Linked DNA regions of Gossypium raimondii: region 1 is linked to region 2. The links are chromatin contacts, called in public Hi-C maps. All regions are on one chromosome and are shown on one strand. Each heading gives the region's core, a stretch centred on a gene start, on an enhancer-like site or on the middle of the called end of the contact. The rest is flanking DNA. Distances are from core to core; before and after follow the strand shown.

Evidence for each region. Hi-C and Micro-C count contacts between places; a contact is called where the count stands out from the background.
Region 1: a Hi-C map of leaf shows a contact between it and region 2, with 2.1 times the contacts expected there. The contact joins the promoter of LOC105790673 here to the promoter of LOC105790665 in region 2. A contact is called at or near these places in 2 of 2 Hi-C or Micro-C datasets (both in leaf).

What each region holds. Positions count from the first base shown.
Region 1 is chr8:8,650,572-8,656,390 of ASM2569854v1, reverse strand. It overlaps LOC105790673 (protein LONGIFOLIA 1), which reads left to right and starts at 2,875. Exons shown (of 4, transcript XM_012618391.2): 1 at 2,875-3,155; 2 at 3,237-4,532; 3 at 4,602-4,794. The coding sequence starts at 3,003.
Region 2 is chr8:8,516,344-8,522,148 of ASM2569854v1, reverse strand. It overlaps LOC105790665 (transcription factor UNE12), which reads left to right and starts at 4,183. Exons shown (of 6, transcript XM_012618376.2): 1 at 4,183-4,774. The coding sequence starts at 4,421.

The sequences.
Region 1 (5,819 bases), core at 1,626-4,125, 140 kb before region 2:
GAAAGACATAAAAAATTTACTTCAAAACCAATAAAACAAAGCAGATTTTGTAAAATCAAAATCAAAACTCAAATTTAACTAGAAAAGTTAAAATCAAATCAAATTATGAGAGAGAGAAAAAACTCCATCTAATTGGAGCTAACTCAATTCTAGTAATAAATTTATTATTGTAGACAAAGATTTCCCACCTCTAAATTTAATTTGGACTTGGGATACTAAAAAATCTATTTATTAAAATGTCAATCTTAGGGCTTATTGTTGGGCTGCTTTTTGTAAGCTGGCCTTTAATAGATAGCATTGACCCAACAATGAAACATTACATCCTGATGTTTGCTAAGCATTCAAATTCCATCCAAATAAATAAATGATTTCGTTATTGATATGCCCATAAACAAGATTAATAAAAAGCATTTAAACCTAAAATAGGAGTCCATTAAATTTGATTTGTCGGTTCGGCCTTAACTCGATCGGTATAGGTATTGTTGTCAATATAAGAGGATATAGGTTAGAGTACGTTGAAACGTATTGTCCTCGTATTTATAAGTTGGGGAAGGATTATGGATAGTTCTAAATATTGTGTTAAAAAAAAAACTTAGAGCACCTCATTTTCAGTTCAATAACGATTTTACGAAACATTATTGAAAAACAATTTTACGAATATTCGTTATTCAAATCTGGCAATGGTTAATTAGCTTATAAAATTTACTCATGCTCTATATACAATTTATATGCTACAACGTTTCAAATTAACTACTATCTAAATAATTTTACCAAAATAAGTCTATAATATAATTTTGAGTTACCATTGTTAAAAATAACATATACATAATATAAAACTTATTCATTATTTTTATTTACTTAAATTAATTTTTAAATATTTATGAAAAATATTTTAAAACCCTGTCAAATATGGACCAACAACCATAAAACAAAACTTATAATGTGAAAATAAAGTCCAAAATTAGTCTGGAATTTTGACATCCGAGTCGAATATTTATGGTTTGGTTATCTTAGTCTATCGATTGGTTACGGTTCGGAAAATGAAATAAAAATGATTATCTTGATTATATTAAAATTATTTAAAATATTTTTTTATTTAAATCGAATTAAACTCTTTCCGGATTGAAATGACAAAATTAATATTTAATATAATATTTGATATTTAAACTTGATATTTTTTTCCAATTTCGTACTTAAACTTGAAATTTTCTTTCTAATTTTGTATTTAACGTTTTCTCACATTTCCGAGATTGAGATTATTATTAATTTAGACCAACATACATTGTCACATATTCTACCACAAGCAAAGAAAAGCGTCAATTCATTCACTTATGTATCTTTCTCCTTTGAGTAATATCTTTTTATTTTTCTTACATAAACATATCACTTATAAAACCTAAAGAAATATTTCAGAGGTCACCTAATTCAAGTATATTAATATCTCTCCCTTCAATTTTGTAGGTCGTATTCTTGTATCACTATCAAAGGAGGTGTCTCTCTCCCCAAACCGTTTATAGCTCTTGACGGAAGTGGGGGATAAAATCTCTACATAAGAACAAGACCTTTCATTATTGAAAATTCAATCGATTACGAAATAGATGACATTTTAAAAATTTCTTTACTAAACTTTATTTAAAGAAAAAAACACGTAAGGTAGTAATAAAATTTCATGAAAATCAACTAGTTGTTGATTGAGGCATTAATGATTTCGTTACTGTTAAAACTCAAATTCGATAAGATAGAATCTTAAGTTTAAAGTAAGTTCTTAAATTTTCTTCTTTAAAAAAAAAAAAAAAGAAAAGGAATCTTTAAGTGGCATAAAATAAAGGGTGCAAGTGCAACAACCAATGGAGGAAACAGATTCCTTAACGCCCTTCATTTTCAAAGGTGGCAGCTGGCCATCCACTTTGATTCCTTTTGGAACTGTAGTAACTGTATCCATCCTCTAACAAGGTGCAACCAATCAGTTCATACGTTCGCCACGTGCCAGGTCATTAAAGTCCATATACCTCAACTGCAAACTGCCAACTTCTTGTACGTCTAGTAGTGCTGCAGCCACTTATACTGGAAGTTTTGGATCAGCTCGGCCACCCATTGTGGCAAGCCGGCTGGTGGTGGCTAGTGGCTAGTGGCGAATGTTTTATTCTTTAATCTTTATTTATTTTTGGTCTACTCAAGGTTATGCTTGGATTCTGAAAACTGGAAAACTGGACATTTATTTATTTTTGGTTTCCCACTACTCACGGACTGCACTTTTAATTTTTAACAAATATAGCACATAAATATTTTTTTTATCTACATGGTAAGTTAAATGTGCACATTACAGGTGTCATTACAATGTACGTTCTCGTGATTCACGTTAATGGCTTCCATATTCATCTTGCTTTTAAATGATTCATATGCGCCTTCAAAGGGAAATAATGATTTTATGGTTATTAACGTTTTTAAATCGTATAATCGACATAAAATGGAGGCAATGAAGGGGGTGGTCAGTCGTCCAAAGGCACGAAAAATAAGGGAGCAAATGTTAGGAGAAAGCATTGGCCAAGCTGCGGGTTCCAGTGTCAGTGCCAACAAACTTTTTATATTTTTGTTTTCTTGGTTTATAAGTTTTAGATTAAATAGTTTGTACATTCAAAAACAAAGATTTAAATATTTATATTTTCTTATCATACACCCATTTAATATTGTATTTTATTTGAAAAATAAAAATTTTACGTCATCGAATTTATAGTAAAGGTCAAGTTGCGTACAAGTGACGAGAGAAGCCATGTGTCCCCACACCACTGCTCTTTTTGTTCCTTAACGTGGTCCACCCTTTTAAAGACCATAAAAGCGGGAGACTGAAGTACGAATATAAAGGCTGCACTGTTGTGTTGCGGTTAAACTCAGCCACACAGTGACAGCAAGAAACTTGCAAAAGATGAAGAGAGAAATGGAATCATAGTAATTCAAAGAGGTATTATTGTTGAGTTCCAACGGAGATTTTTTTATTTTTTTGAATGATGGCGGGGATAGTGCAAGAGCAAAATGTTGAGAAGAAAATAGATGAGAAACAAAAGGGTTGCATGGCTGGTTTTTTTCAGATCTTTGATTGTCACCACATTCTTGCCGGCAAACGCCTTTACACTGTTAAGCGCCTCCCTTCCACGACGGTTGGTTTCCTTTTTTTCCCCCCATTTATGATGTGCATGTGGACTTCTACTGAAATGTAATTTTACGGTTTTTTTTCTCAGTCCAGAGAAATGACATCGGAGCAAGAGAAGAACGTTGAGTCACCACTAGCAATATCTAAAATAATAGAGAAGCTGCCGTCACCGGAACCTTCCATTGCGATGGGGAGCCAGAACAAGTCACCTCGCGGCCGTCCAATTTTCGAATTCAACGAAGACGGCGCAAGTTCGCCATGGAAATTCTCCAAAGAAGCTCCAAGGCTTTCTCTAGATAGCAGAGCCGTGGTCAATGCAACTGGAAGCCTTAAGCCACGAGAGATCCGTACGAATACCGCCATTCTACCTTCCAACCAATGCGAAAGCAATAGAGAAGAAGACGGAGTGGGTGGTATCGACAAACAACGACGTTCACCTAGCGTAGTCGCAAGGCTCATGGGACTTGAGGCGCCGTTACCGGATTCAGATCCCGAACCGAATAAAAGAGCGGAGCTCCGAAGATCCGCGTCGGAAGCAAGAGGCAGAGATCTATTTCAGTATCGTTTTATAGATAGAATTAATATCCATTTAAATGGGGGGATTTCGAGCAATGTGGTAACTAAAAATGGTGCCGAGCTAGATGAAGTAATAAGAAATGGAACTGAAGGCTCAAGCACTGTGAGACGTGAACCAGTTAAAACTCCGGTTCGAGGAACGGTTCAAACTAAACGTTTTTACAATTCAGTTGATTTCTTTCCAAAGACAAAGCAAACAGTTTCCATCAATGGAGAGATTGAGAAAGAGCTTAAGCTCCGAGGAATTGACGAGCCGTCGAAAGATCTCGAGAATCTTAAGCGAATCCTCGAAGCTTTGCAACTTAAAGGCCTTTTACATACTACGAAACCTCCACACCAAAGGAATAAAAGGAGCTTTGTTTATGAACAATCTCCAATTGTTGTTATTAGACCGGAAAGATCATCACCAATCAGGAGAAGCAGCAACGATTCACCTCCTCCGGCTTACAGATCAAAAAATGGAGCTCGCCGGAACTCGAAACTGGAGCCGCCGCCGCCGAGTCCAAGACGTGATCCACCGGATACTGGAAGGAACTTACGGAACCAAAGCAGAATAAGTGGCATCAGGAGTCCAAGCAGAAGGCCTTTGAGGATTGAAACGCAGAGAGGGAATGGCAATGTTGAACAGAGAAGAATGTCTCCGGTTCAGTCTGCTAGAGTTAATGTGAGAAGAACCGAACTAGATCAGGCGAATAGATCAGCGGGAAACAGGAAATCAACGGCTGAGAAAGTATTTATCCCAGCGGAGGATGAAACATCAACTGTTTCTGAAAGTAGCTCCAGCTCATCTTCTCAAACTGATGCTGAGGTAAAATTGCTCAATTATTTAACTAAATGGTTAGTTAATCACCTTAATTTATTTGAATGGCATGCACAGAAATCGAAGGTGGAGGAATATAAGGAAGGGAGAAGCTTATTGGAAAGGTGTGATAAGTTGCTTCACAGCATAGCAAAGATGAACGCAGCTCAAACTGAGTTGCAGCCGAGTCCTGTTTCAGTACTCGACGCGTCCTTTTACAAAGATGATTCGTCTACTTCCCCTGTGATGAAACGAAGAATGGATTTCAAAGGTAAGAGAACAAATCTTCGAGTATTCGTAAATCTCTTTATCTACGTGTAGATTTCATATAGTTTCATTAATTTGGTAGACCACATTAAAAGCAAATAATTTTAGAATAACCAAAAAGAAAGAAGAAGAATGGAGATGTCGCAAATGGGAAAGTAATTGAAACATCCTCCCTTTTTTACTGCAAACCAAAGTTACCTGAGTGAGAAAAAGAATATACTTACCGCTGTAAAACTTTGCCTGACAAGTGGGTTAGAGCATCCCATTAATGCTAGTCTTGGAAAGTGGTGGAAATGTCCCCACCTCTGTTAATTTTGTTTGAAGTTAAAAGACTACAGTCCATATTGGAAAGAGAGTGAAGGCAACGACATATTTGGTCCTCTTTTTCCTTCATACATTCATTTAATCATCTGTTTTCTGTCAGTGTATTAGCCCTTTGTTACTGTCGTAATCCCTGCCCTTATTGACTTTATTTGGCCCCCATTTTATTTTGATTTATATACTTTTTTAAATAGTAAAAGTTTTCGAAAAATAAAAATATTAATTTTTTGAGATTAACTTAATTAAATACTCTTTCTTCTCCATTCAACTTATCACATGGTAAAATACTTTTACTTTAACCTTTTATTCTTTAAAAAATATTATGCATAAAATTTGAAAAAATACATATTGTAATGACTTTCAATGAATTAATTTATAAAATATATACAGTAATTTATGTCAAAGTTTAAAATTTTGAAAAAAATTCAACTGTGACAATTGTACTAGGACAAAGTGAGTAATATAAAATCATTTTTAAAATATGTCGTAATATATTTATTAGATTGTACATAAAAATTCTTAACTATTAACCCTTGAATAAGGTATGAAATCAAGTCAAGTTAATTACAATTAGAGATAAATATTAAATTTAAACATGAACTTTAGTTTAATATGTACTTTGATATATAAATTTTAATTTTATAATTATACAAATGAAACTTGAATTGTAGTTCATATGTGTACATGAAATTTTGATTTTGATTCAAT
Region 2 (5,805 bases), core at 2,934-5,433:
TTAGAAATATTGTTAAATCCTTAGAAATTTTGGTAATGCTTTGAAATATTGATAAATACTTAGATATTTTGTTATAATCTTAGAAATTTTGTAAATCCTTAGATATTAGTAAAACCTTAGAAATTTTGGTACATCTTTAAATTTTTTTGGTAGGCAAGCCAAAATATTAAGTTTATCAAGTTTGGGACATTAAGGAAATCTTTAAAAGTTTTGGTAAATCTTTAGCAATTTTGGTATGCCAAGATGTTAAGTTGATCGAGATTGAGACACTAAGGAAATTTTTAGAAATTTTGGTAAACCCTTTGAGATTTTGGTAAGGCTTTAGAAATTTTGATACTCTTATATATTTTGGTATAACCTTATAATTTTTGATAAATCTTTAAAATTTTTGGTAAAATCTTATAAATTTTGGTAAATCCTTAAAAAGATTAGTATCCAAAATGTTGAGTTGATCGAGTTTGGGACACCAAAGAAATCTTTAGAAATATTAGTAAACTCTTGAAATTTGGTAGATCCTTAAAAATTCAGGTAAATCCTTAAATATTTTAGTATAACCTTATAGTTAAATCTTTAGATATTTTAGTATAACCTAATAAATTATGGTAAATCCTTAGAATTTTGGTGATCTTTACAAATTATGGTAAATCCTTAGATATTTTAGTATAAACTAAGAAATTTTGATAAATCCTCAAATATTTTTATAAATCTTTACAAATTTTAGTAAATCCTTAGAAATTTTGGTATGTCATAATGTTGAGTTGGTCGGGTTTGGCACATTAAGGAAATCTTTGGTAAACTCTTAAAAATATTGGTAAATCCATATGCATTTTGAAATGGCAAAATGTTGAGTTAATTGGGTTTGGGACACTAAGGAAATCTTTGGTGGAGCCTTAGAAATATTGGTAAAGTTTTAGAAATTCTTGTATAACCTTATAAATTTCGATAATTTATTAGAAGTTTTGGTAACTACATTGAAATTTTATAAATATTTTAAAATCTGGTATTTTGATAAATTGTTAGGAAATTTGGTAACTACTTAGAAATTTCTATAAATCCTTTTGGTTTTATCGCCTTAGAAAATTTGAATATATACAAAATTAGTTTTCAATCCTAAATAACATTTAATAAGATTAAATATATTGTGTTTTATTTATTATTTATTAGTTTTCATGTCATCTTATTTTAATGGTGTTAAGAAAATGGATCTAAATATGTGATATAATCCAAATTCGATTATCTGTACCAATTTGAAAATTGAAATAAAATTCAGATACTAAAATATATAATTTCTCTTTATTTTTTTTCTTTGAGCTCATGGAAAGCTGTTTGTAAGGAGTAAGGAGCGCTCCCTAGAACCCCGTGTTTCCTCCCACAAAATATATTTTCTATATAGAATTTTTATACTTGGTATAAGAGTGAATGTGTTAAATGGTTCGAAATTCAAAAAGGATTAGACATGTCATGTTTTTTTTTTTATTTTCTCAAATCAAAAAATAATTTTCTTTAATCTAAACAAATTAACATTAATATAAAAAAATTGAATGAGATTGTAAATAGAGTTGACCATGGGTTAGGTCAGATCCAATTTGGCTCGAGCTAAATATGAATTAACGCATTTTATATTTATCCAACTCTGATTTAACCTAAAATTTTGTCTAAGCTTGTCCAAATTATTTTTATTTTTATTTTGAAAAATATGTATATTATTTTAATTTAACATTTAATAAATTTATATATGCTTCATTCATTAAAATTTTATAGATTGTCATTTAACATTTTTAATGTCTACATTATAATATTATATATTACTATAGATTTAATTTTGTGTATTATAAATTACATAAAAATAACATAATATAATATATTTTAAACTTAGAAACGAGTCATTTCGGGTTCAATTGTCTAACTCATATTTCACATGGGCATACTTTATTTTTTAAAACTCATTTTTATCTAAACTCTCAAATTTTAGTATAACTTTCGAACTTAGACACATAATTTAACTCCTGAATAAATTTAAATATAAATTAATGATAAAATTAAATGTTAAAACTAGAATTTTGAAATCTCAAATTCATATAATGCTTTTGTTTAGATTTTATTGGCAGCGACAGCTGTCCTTGTTTTTGTCATTTCAACGTATGGTTTATTTTCAGTTTTGGTGGTTCTATTATGTTAAAATTTAAAATTTAGTCCTTACACTTTAATTTAATTTAGTTTGATCGCTTCACTTTTATAATGTCATTAATTTGCTAGCCGAATAATTTTACTCTTTATAAGGTAATGGTCGACTTTCAGTTTTGTGCCTCTATCATGTTTAAATTTGAGATTTAGTCCTTATATTTTAATCGACATAACTTAATTATCTTACTTTTATAATATCATTTGTCGGTTCAAATAGTTAATATCAAGAACTACTTCAGTTAGAATGCTAAAGTGAATTTCACTTAAAATACCATTCCAACACAAAATTATATATTTCAACATGATGAGTTAGAATTTGTGATTTTAAGGAAAAAAATCTATGAAGCATTTTAATCGAATAGTTAATTATTTGTACTAACTAATGATATTATAAAAATAAAGCGACAAAATTTTGTCAACTTAAAATATAGTGACTGAATCCCAAATTTAGCAAGAGCAAAGAGACCGTAATGTAAATTAATTTATATTGAGAGATTATATATTTTTCTTTATACAAATGTATATAGAGTCATGATAAGGTCAATATTCAAATATTTGATTCATAATTTATATGAATCAAAGAATGATTACCAAATTTATTTGGACTAAATCAAACATTTTAGATATTTAAATTCATTAATAAAATATGATTTACTCATACAAAAGGAATTTGATATTCTAATTGAGTATCATTTATATATTTAAAGTTAATTTTATTTTCAAAATTATAATATTTTCAAGAATTTAATTAATGATTTTTTAGTTCTATAAGTGTAAGCAAAGTGTAATAACAATATTATTATTAAATGTAACATTTATTTTTATTTTTATTTATATATAAAATTTTGTTGAGAATTTGATAATGGTAATAAAAATGAATAAATGAAATTTATTAAATAATTTAAAACTGATTATGGTTTAAAATTAATTTAGTTAAATTGAAATTCTTTTATAATTTTAATAATAATAATTATACAAATTTAATGATTAATATTCTTATTAGTGTTTATAATATTTTTGCTTTAATTTTTTTAGTTTCTAGAATAATATCTTAAAGGGAATGATTTTATGATATTTAATATGTTAGAAGCTGATCTAGGATCCAAGAAATAAGTAGATATTATTTTATTGATTATTTCAATTATTATTTTTAAATGATGTATTTAAAATATTTATATGCAAAGTAATTTAAGAGTTTAATTTATTAATTGTTTTAGCTAGAAAAAAGGCAAAGATTTGGGTTTATATAGAAATAAAATTAACTGTTTTTTTATGGACATTGAAAATTCGATCGTTGGAGAATTTGACCATAGGATGAAAACGCGTGATATGTTTTCTCTCTCTCTTCAAAACCACTCTATTCCAATAAATATACTACAAATCGATTGTTGAATTAATTTTAAAACCACCAATTTTATCTAATTTTAAATCCCATGATGGATACTATTTAAAGTTAAAAAACAAAAACTACACCCTTTTTGGTGATACAATAAATAGTTCTACATTGGATAAAATTGTGCTAATAGATAAATAAACTAAAATTAAATTTCTTTTATTTTTCAAGAATTTCGTTCATAAAATTGTTTTAATTTTTAATATTTTATTTATATTAATATTTAAAATATAAAATATTTTAAAGACATTTTTTATTTTAAAATCTTAGAATGATAAAAAAATTCAAAATTCAAAATTCAAACAAGACATCATGATATGTTATGTAGGGTAAGTTTGGATGAGCGATAGTTTACCTGTATTTAGTGTAAAAGCAGCAGTGATAGTGAAATTAAATACCATAACGATACTATAGCGTGAGACAAAAAAAATAAGTTAAATATGTCGCACGTCTATCCAATCTCAGTTAAAGTCTTTGATTTACCAGAGAGAGGAAAAAGGGTTGCCACGTAATTTGGGTGAAACTCGAAGCCCTATTACAGAAAGCGTTATGCTTTTAACCACGATTCAAAGAGAGGAAAAGAAAAATAATATAAAAGCACTCTCCTTTTTCCTTCCCTCTTTTTCTTTGTATATATTTGTCTTTTTCTGATTCTCTCCCAGAGCTGAAGAAAAAAAGGAAGAGGAAAGCCAAAACTCCAAACTTTCTATTTTGCTTTTATATTATATTTTTTTTGGTTCAATTCAGTTTCACCATTTCCTTTGCATGTAGATGCTCTTTGGTTAGTCTCTAACGCCGCTACTTGGACTCACTTTCCGCTGCTATCTTTTTTTCGGCTTTCTCATGGCTAATAACACCAACGAGGCCCCCGCCGCCGATGATTTCCTCGAGCAAATCCTCGGCCTCCCTAACTTTGCGCCCTCTGAAACGGGCTTAGCTGGATCCGACGCTGGATTGGCTGCAACCGCTCCTGGAGCTGGAGCTCCAATGTTTTTGCAGCTCAGCTCCGGTGATGGCGCCGCTCATATCGGCGGAATCGGCGGCGGTGGAGGCGGTGCGTTTCATGGGCAGGTTTTCCCCTTGGGCTTGAGCTTGGAGCAAGGGCAAGGCGGGTTTTTGAAACCCGAGGAAGCTTCCGGTAGTGGGAAGCGGTTTCGGAACGGGGTCGTTGATGACCGGGCTTCTTCTGTAAAAAATGTAAGAAAAATAGTACTTTATCACTTAAAAAATTCTTTTTCCCTCTAAAAGTTTTTTCCCCCTTTTTATATATGAATTTCCTTTCAGGAGCTTGACTTAGAAGCTAGGTTTTATGGTGCTGATAACTAAATATAATTATCTTTAATAATTGTCAATTTTCTCCTCTGTAAATGGAGTATGTTCATTTGTCCTTTTTGGATTATTTTAAGTTTTAGATTGTCAAACTTGGGGTGACAGCATATTTGTCTGTTTGATCTTTTATCATGTTACCATCCCATGCCTGTTTCTGTCTGATAGCAGAGAAGACAAGGGAAAACATGACAGGGTTTGGTGGGAGTTACTATTGTGGGATGCCAAGTTTTGATATTTGACAAAGGATACAGTACATCAATGTCTTAGAGTTGCTTAAGTCATAAACTAACTGGCAGAGTAAGATTATTCAATCATTGAAGACCATTCAACTGCTGATTTGCTGTAAACCTGAATCCAAAATTAAACAAGAGTTGTGCTTCACAAGTTAATTTTTTTTTCAAGAATTAAAGGGCATGTATTTGGAACTTGAAAGCTAGGGTCATAGTAGTGAAATAAAAATCTATAAAATCTTCTGTAAAATTACTAGTAGTTGATTCCTTGATTTGTAGTTAAGTAAACCGGTCTTTGTTTAATGGCCCCATCTACCAGGAGAAACTGGTTTAATGTCTAGTAGGTTTCATGTTCATAGCTTCCAAAAATTGTCAACATCATATGAGTCGAGTTATTGGTGGAAGATGTCAAATTTCAGAACATTCTCTTGGTATTATCATAAAATATGTATGAAAGTTAAAATTATGACAGAAGAAAGATGGATCTGTGTTCTCATTTGTTGATTTACTATAGTTTTTAAAGTATCACTGTCTCAGCCGTGGTCAAGACATTCTATCAACTTGAGTAATTGCTTTTGTATTTGGTTATTTATGCCGTCAGGTTATTCAACAAATTGTATGGGAAGTGTTCTGCAAAAGTTTAAGACTCTAAAAGTCCAAATCTGGCAA